Regions from separate parts of the Nothobranchius furzeri genome. Here region 2 is linked to region 1. Evidence: chromatin contacts called from public Hi-C data. All regions are on one chromosome and are shown on one strand. The core of a region is the stretch at or near the end of the contact, and the rest is flanking DNA. Distances in the headings are between cores, read along the strand shown. Region 1 holds the start of cdca7a (cell division cycle associated 7a). Region 2 holds the start of sp9 (sp9 transcription factor).

The links. Hi-C and Micro-C count contacts between places; a contact is called where the count stands out from the background.
Region 2: a contact with region 1 is called in a Hi-C map of skeletal muscle, with 8 times the contacts expected there. The contact joins the promoter of sp9 here to the promoter of cdca7a in region 1. A contact is called at or near these places in 2 of 2 Hi-C or Micro-C datasets (skeletal muscle and tail fin).

The regions. Positions count from the first base shown.
Region 1 is chr14:20,987,717-20,991,646 of NfurGRZ-RIMD1, forward strand. It overlaps cdca7a (cell division cycle associated 7a), which reads left to right and starts at 2,163. Exons shown (of 10, transcript XM_015966480.3): 1 at 2,163-2,292; 2 at 2,795-2,926; 3 at 3,014-3,112; 4 at 3,198-3,392; 5 at 3,476-3,556; 6 at 3,637-3,828; 7 at 3,902-3,930. The coding sequence starts at 2,272. It overlaps map3k20a (mitogen-activated protein kinase kinase kinase 20a), which reads left to right. Exons shown (of 20, transcript XM_054746926.2): 18 at 234-308; 19 at 406-550; 20 at 636-1,851. The coding sequence ends at 1,342.
Region 2 is chr14:21,121,497-21,125,680 of NfurGRZ-RIMD1, forward strand. It overlaps sp9 (sp9 transcription factor), which reads left to right and starts at 1,360. Exons shown (of 2, transcript XM_015966474.3): 1 at 1,360-1,493; 2 at 1,881-3,305. The coding sequence starts at 1,473. The coding sequence ends at 3,179.

The sequences.
Region 1 (3,930 bases), core at 913-3,412:
TTAACAACCGGGCTGCAGAGTTCTGAACCGCCTGGAGGCGTGCTACTGGAGCTTGTCTAAGTCTAAATCAAATGGTAAGCTACAATACATTGGTCAGGATTCAGAGCTATCCAGGTCACTCTGACCTTAAGAAGGGTTAAATATATTCTAAAATAAAAAAAACATGCATTTTCCTTCTGTTCATGCAATACTTTGAGACAAATATAACATTTTCTCATGTTATTATGTTATAGCCACCTTTTCTGATGGATAAGTGGATCGTTGGATTGCAACAAAACCAAAGAATAGACTACACCGTCAATTATGAGGTACCGGGGTAGTCCTTTTCAACATCTGTTATGTCTTTGTTATTATTGCAAGTAAAATGTATTTAACTTATTGTATCTGTTCCTTTTCATGTTTCAGAATGATGTGAAGTCACCAAGGTCAACAAGACACAGTCGTGAGGTGAGGTGGAGTCCTAACGGTGGACAAGATGAGATCAAGACCATAGAGCTGGTCATCGAGATGACTCCGGTTAACATAGACCCCAGAGACAGATCCAACTCTGGTAATTATGGGTACATTTTTTAGCTTTGTTGTCCTTTTAAAGACCAGTAAAAATGACTAAAGAACAATGCAAATGTTTCTTTAAGGTATTGATCCAACATGGATGGATAATGTGAGGCGGAAACATATGATAACCCAAAAATCCCAGCAGAAGTCTGCTCCTCTGAAGAGCTCTGATGCTCTCACGCTGCCTCAGTTTCTTTCCGCTCATGAAAGCCAAGCATCTTCTTACGCTGCAGCTGTGCGTCGCTCTCCAAACCACCTCCGTGCCTCTCCATGGAGCGACTCTCGTAGCTCCTCGCCAACAGCCAGCCTGTCGGCCAAACTCTCACCTCTCAGCCTCGGGTCAAAGGGCAGCAGTCCCTCCAGCACAACGTCGGAGAGCAATTCAGAGCGAGAGCGCCCACGCAGTGTCGGTGCAACGTACGACCGTTGCAGAAACAGCTACTTTGGCAACACGTTGAGTATGGGTGGGGGGCAGGTAAGGGGGCAGGCATGGACAAATAATAGAGGAAGCAATATTCATAATAAGAACAGCAGAGCTTCACGGCAGTCAGGGAGGCCACGATCCAATAGTTACGGTGTCACAGGACAGAACCGCCCACCAATGATACCGGGCATATTGTCTGTGACAGGAAACCCCAGCGAGGAAAAAGAGGGGGGCAAAGTCAACGATGGAGGGTGGATCAAAGTGGAACGTCAGAAGCGATTACCGCGTCAGGACAATAAACAACTCAGAGGTCGACAGAGGAGAGAGGGCAGGGGAGGGCGTGGCGCTGGCGGAAGAACATAATGTGGGCTGACAGCTTCTTTTAAACTGAAAATTCTCTGAAAGGGTTTTACATATGAATTATAGTCACTGATGTGCTCAAAAGGAGCTGCATAATGTAAAAGAATCACAGTAATATATGAGTGCATCAGACAGAATTTTTATTTCTTTTTTTAGAAAGAGAAAAATGACTTTACATGTACAAACCATATTTATGTTTTTAATAAAAGCAGATTTATTATCATGCACTGAAAGGAGGACAGCATCATCTACTGCAGCTGTTTTAAAAATGTTATTTAACACTTTTTGTCTTGTAGCAACATTAGACCAAGATACAAAGAAGGGATAAGAGCTTTATCATATTACAGCTACGTTTCACTTCCTGTTTACAGAAAACCTGTCATCCAAGTTTTTATTGTACCCTTTTACAGTAACAATGACAACAATTATCAGTTACTTTATTTTATCAAAAAGAATGATACTTTTTACTGACTGTATAACTCATGAAGTGAATAAATGACCTATTTCTTAAATAGTTTGATGTTTTTTCTGGGCCCTTATATCTTTAGGAAGGAGTTGTTGGAAGGGACTCAAATTTCTACCCGCGCTGTATGCAAATGCACCAATGGTGCTTTCGCGCTACTGCGCAGGATCTGGAAGAGACATAAGAATTAAAAGTAAAAATATATTTTTAAAGGTATTTACGTGAAATCGAATGAATGATTCTTGAGCATAATTGTATTGATTTATTGGATCGATTTTCAAAATGAATTCATTTGAGGCAAAAAAAAAAGTTTGGAGGGTTGTTTTTATGTAGCTTTCAGGGCCTTTTTGTGGCGCGGGAAATGAACGGAATGTAGCAACATGCAGCTGCAAATCCTGCTTTGTTAGCTGCAGAGCTGCTGATCGGTGACTTCCTGTAACTCAGAGTTGGACTGTTTTTGCCTGGAAAAATGCCTTTTACGCGCTCCAAGGTAAGAAAACCACACAACATTTTAGATAAACAGCACACCAAATGTTACGTTATTATATTCTAATAAAACATCAGGTCACAGATAGGTTTTGATTCCCCAAGCAGTGCATTAAAGGAAGGCCTGCACGGTTACTTTCAAGTTATGCACTCAGAACGCGTTTATTTAACTATTTTTTTTGTTAAACTGATAATAAAATATAATGTATTTACATAGACTACACTTTGTTTAGGCTTAGGGGTGTGTCCTGAAAACTGCAGCTAAACTATCCATCTGTATTAAATTCGCAAATGCATTCCCCACAACTATCACTGTTTCTTAGTATATTTACAATTGTATTTGAAAGTTCTGACATCATATGTTAAGTTGTTGCATCTAGCCAAAGTAGGAGGTTATTCCTTGTTATAGCTCTATAATATACAATTTTTAATAATAAACATTCATTAAGATCAAATGAAACTAAAAATATTTTCCGTTTGTTATTTTGACCCCCATTCCGAAACAGGCGGCCCAGCCTCCATCATCCAGGATGAGTTTGAGGAGGTTCTGCAGTGTTGTATTGGTTCCCATAGCGACCACCTCTTCCTCTGATGACAGCTGTGACAGTTTTGGCTCTGATGGGGGCTTCGCTAACACGGTAAAATACTGCAAAATGCCAGATTTGATCATACTTCTGTAGAAAATGGGAGCAACTATTGGTTGTGACACATGCCCTTGTCTTTAGAAGCAGATGAGGAGAATGACAGACAAACCCAAAGTGTTTGAGGACGACTCCTGCAGCGGCTCTGATGACAGCGAGATCAGCAGTCGGATCAAAGCTATGGTAGGAGGTGCAGCCGGAAAGATTTTGCAACTCTTAAACCAAGCGTGCATGTTCCTCTTGAACTAAAAAGATTTTATTCTTGCAGAAAGTAGAAACCAAGCAACCAAGACGCCGCAGACCGAATGCCCTGAAGGTTGCCATGAGTTTTCCCACAAAGACGACAAACAGGAAGAGACCTGCGTCTGAACCGCTGCCACAACCCAAAATCCAGGACTCTGACTCTGAGGAGGAGAACTTTATGAGCAAGAGAGCCCTGAATATTAAAGAGAATAAAGCAATGGTGTGGCCTGTTTTTTATTTTCCTACTTTTCGTCCTTGAATTTATAAAAAGATAAAAATGTTTTTTTTATTTTTATGTTTCAGCTTGCAAAGCTCATGGCAGAGCTGAACAAAGTGCCGGGGCTCTTCCCAGGAAGACGAATGGCGATGTCGGCTTCAACCACTGTAAAGTTAACCGTCTATTAACAACAGGTCTTTCACATTAACTGGTGATTTTTAATTTAATTTATAATTACCTCTGTCAGCCAAGACGGACACCTCAGCGATCCACGGGACTCCCGAGAGCTTTCAGGAGAAACCCGGAGCGGCTGTCCCGACCCCACACTCGTTCTCGCTCTCAGGTGGATGGACCCCCCAGCCCGACCCCTAAGGAAGACCCCGAAGATGAGTTCAGCCTGGTTCGCAAAAGCCGCTACTACGAGGAAGTTGATGAACCTGTAAGAAAGATCAGAGCTTTTGGTAAAATCTCGTTCATTTAAACGTTCTGACGCGTAAAACTTTCCTGCACAGCCACGCCGCCGGTGCTTTAGTGGCACTAA
Region 2 (4,184 bases), core at 110-2,609, 130 kb after region 1:
CTCTGCTTATGTAGAAAAGCCAGTTAATACTGTTAACAGCACTCAGGCAAATTGTCATGATTGTAAAAACGATTCAATTTTCTTGGCTGCGTTCAGTTGTTGATGAGACTGATTTTTATTCACCCTTTCAAAGGTGGGGCTTTAAAGCAAAGAGGGGAGGAAAAAGAGAGAGAAAGGGGGGTGGGGGGTGGGGGGTATTTGAACAAATTGCATCTGTGTTTACTGGCGCCATTCATGCGCCATAATAGCGCATTATTTGCCCGTTTTTGAATACTGTAATGCACAGCTTTCCGTGAAGCCCTTTCTATGGAAAATTGCTTTAACTTTAAAAAAAATGGGGGGGGGGGGTGAATCAGATGGGAGCAGGTCAATTTTACATTATATCTGAGCATTTTTAACAAGCATATGGAATAAAGCAGAAACTGCGGCAAGAATAAAAAATAATGAAATATACGGATTTTGTGGAAGAATTTACATGATTATTTTTTAAATATGTTTATTCTGATTGTGCATCCTGATTGGCGGCCTTGGAAGCAGGACTCTCTGATGCTGCAACTTTTACGCGCGCGTTTACCCCTCACCTGCTGTCACCTAAGAAGTGCGCATGCAGCGGGAAAAGCGCGCAAATAAGCTCACAAACACGTGGGCTGTGACTGAAAGTGATAAAATGAGATAAATGGAATTTTTGATCAATTACGTAAACAGTTTTTTTTTCTTTACATGCCCTGTGCCAAGTCATTTTACGCAGTCCTTCGCAGCCGGACCTTGCTCTTGAACTTATAATCTTAAATATGAACAAAAACACGTTAAAACAACAAAATAAAACCTTTAGCTTCTAGAATCTATGATTTCCATGCCAATCGAAACCAATTCCAGCTGCGCGTAAACTATATTTTGGATGATTGTTCTCTTAAAGTTTGTGCTCAAATTATCAGAACGTTCCAGGACCTATTGCGCATGATCTGAATATGAAAAACCAAGAAAGAAAACCTTTAGATCCGGAGTGAAGCCGCAACGATCCAGAACCACAAACAGGGAAAAGCGCTTACCTCCTGGAGATTTGACGCGTGAGCTCATTTCTACAGCGAAAAGCGACATTGCGCCTTCGAGTGAGAGAATACATAAAAATAACGGTATGCATAAAAAATATATCTATCAATTCGTGTCTTGTGTGACAGTGTGAGCAGAGGCTGCACAGCACATGATTGACGGCGGGGTTTTTGGTGTTTCTGTCTGCGGTCGTGCTTCTCATTGGTTGAGTTTAAACCCCGGCCGTGAACGCGGCTCGCAGATTGGCTGCGTCTCCTCTCCAGCTGTACTTCAAAGAAGACGCTCGCTACAACTAGGTAGTGTTGGGAGCTGTGAGCCAGGAGAGAAACCGTGTGACCCGAGTCAACACGGGAAAATCCGAATCAAATTGGAGTCATACAGCCTCGAGACCGCGAGCGCACTCACCGCAGCAGACCCTGGATATGGCTACGTCTATACTTGGGGTGAGTCTGGCTTTACGCACCAAAGTTGCGCATACTTGTTGTTTTCTACTTTACTTTGCAACAAAAGAAGTTGGCAGTTTATTCAAACGTGCATCTGTTCATGCTTTTAAAAAGTGCCGTTATAGTTTGGTCACCATTTATAAGAAAAATACTTTGAACAAATAGTTTGTGCGCTGCGCAAAAGGTCTCCAAACTTTTGTGGCAACAATCCGTTTAGTTTGTGATTTTTAGAATGTTTCTACATGTTTTTGTCGTAGTACACCCACTTAAAGGGAATTAGTTTTCTCTCTCTAAAATGTTTTTCGGCTAAATAAATAGTCTTTTATAATATTGCTGGGTTTTTTGTTCAAACATCCTTTATAAGTGAAAATTTTGGTGTTTTTCCAGGAAGAGCCACGTTTTGGAACTACACCTTTAGCTATGTTGGCTGCAACTTGCAACAAAATCGGTAACACCAGCCCTCTGACAACTTTACCCGACTCCAGCGCTTTCTCCAAAGGTGGATTTCACCCGTGGAAGAGATCCTCCTCCAGCTGCAACTTAGGATCCAGTCTGCCCGGTTTCACGGTGGCAACGAGCCGAGCTTCGACGGGACTAACACCGACCAGTGGCACCGGCAACAGCGCCTTCTGCTTAGCCTCCACATCCCCGACCTCCTCTGCGTTCTCCACCGAGTACAGCGGTCTGTTTTCCAACTCTGCGAGCGTCACAACGCAGGAATCTGGCCAGTCTGCTTTTATCTCCAAAGTCCACACTTCAGCCGAGACTCTGTACCCGCGAGTGGGCATGGCGCACCCGTATGAGTCGTGGTACAAGTCGGGGTTCCACTCCACCATCTCTGGTGATGTTGCGAACGGCGCGTCCTCGTGGTGGGACGTCCACAGCAACCCCGGCTCATGGCTCGATGTCCAGAATCCCACGAGCACCCTCCAGACTTCTCTGCACTCCGGGACCCCGCAGGCGATCCACTCCCAGCTGAGCGGCTATAACCCGGACTTCTCCTCGCTGACGCACTCGGCGTTCAGCTCCACCGGAATCAGCCCGTCCGCGTCTCACCTGCTGTCCACCAGCCAGCACCTGCTAACTCAGGACGGCTTCAAAACTGTCATTCCCACCTACACGGACGCTTCTGCCGCCAATGCCATGACTTCAGGAGGCAGTTCAGGGATCAGTAACTCCTCCAGGTCGTCCAGACGCTACTCCGGCAGAGCGACATGTGACTGTCCGAACTGCCAGGAGGCTGAGCGACTGGGGCCCGCCGGGGCCAGTCTGCGGAGAAAGGGACTCCACAGCTGCCACATCCCCGGCTGCGGGAAAGTGTACGGAAAGACCTCTCACCTGAAGGCGCACTTGAGGTGGCACACCGGCGAGCGGCCTTTTGTCTGCAACTGGCTTTTCTGCGGAAAAAGGTTCACTCGGTCAGATGAGCTGCAGAGACACCTGCGCACGCACACCGGCGAGAAACGCTTCGCCTGTCCGGTGTGCAACAAGCGCTTTATGCGCAGTGACCATTTGAGCAAGCACATCAAAACGCACACGGCGGGCGGAGGAGGCAAAAAGGGCAGCGACAGTGACACCGACACCAGCAACCTGGAGACGCCGAGGTCCGAGTCTCCAGAACTTATTTTGGAGGGGGTCAATCCCAGAATCACAGTTAAGGATCCGTCACCTCACGACGAGCCCTGAGGCGCCACGCGCACGCAGAGCAGACAGAAAAACAAACTGCACAGCTATGAAAACGGGTTCTGTTGGACAGGGAAACGGAGAAAATATTTCTTGAAGCAATTGCGAAATAAAAAAGAACATATTTATCAGGCATCATCATAAAATACTGATTTCCTGTAGGCCTTCGGAATGAATTTCAATTTAAAAATAATTAAAAAGACTGGATGCGCAAAACCTGTTGACCTTTGGTTGGACAATGTGAGTCCCATTCTGTATATTGACCTCTTAATATGTGTTATTCTCATGTAAATGTTATAGGCTCTGATTGTTTTATTCGTGTTGGTATCCTGGAGATCAAGGGAATTTACTTTTTTCGACGCACTTTTGTGAATATCTGTATGTACACAGCCGCTTTTTCAACTTTTGTTAACCATTTTATTTCTTTGCTAAAAATGATCTATATATAAATGTTTACCTGTATAAAGTCACACGTATAAGGCTTTCATTTATCGTAATTAAAACATCTGGAAATGAAATTGTGTGATTTTATATATAATTTATTTAATTCTTGGTCATTTTTTAATTAAAAATATTTAATTCGGTTAAAATATTTTATTTTTAGCGTTATCTTTCATTATTATGCGATTTAAAAATAGGCCCGATTTTTCCCTATGGAATAAATTCATGTTTAATTCCCCGGAAAAGACATTTCATGCCCAAATGAAAATCTTGTTAAATGGTATTAATTATGACTTGGAGCACTGCGCAGCCCCATGTGTCTTGTATTGGCGATTAGGGATTCGTGTCTTATCAAATATCTAATTAATCTCCGAGACATCTATTGTTCACTTTCACTTTATCAGGGGGATTGGCTGACAAAGGTCCCAGAATATTTATTCTAATTGTCCAAATTAACTGCCTTCATTTGCATACCAATTGATATAAAATAAGGATACGGCTTCTGTCTCTTTTGCCAGAAACCACATAATGTTTTTTTCCAACTTCAGAAAAATAAGGGGCAAAGAG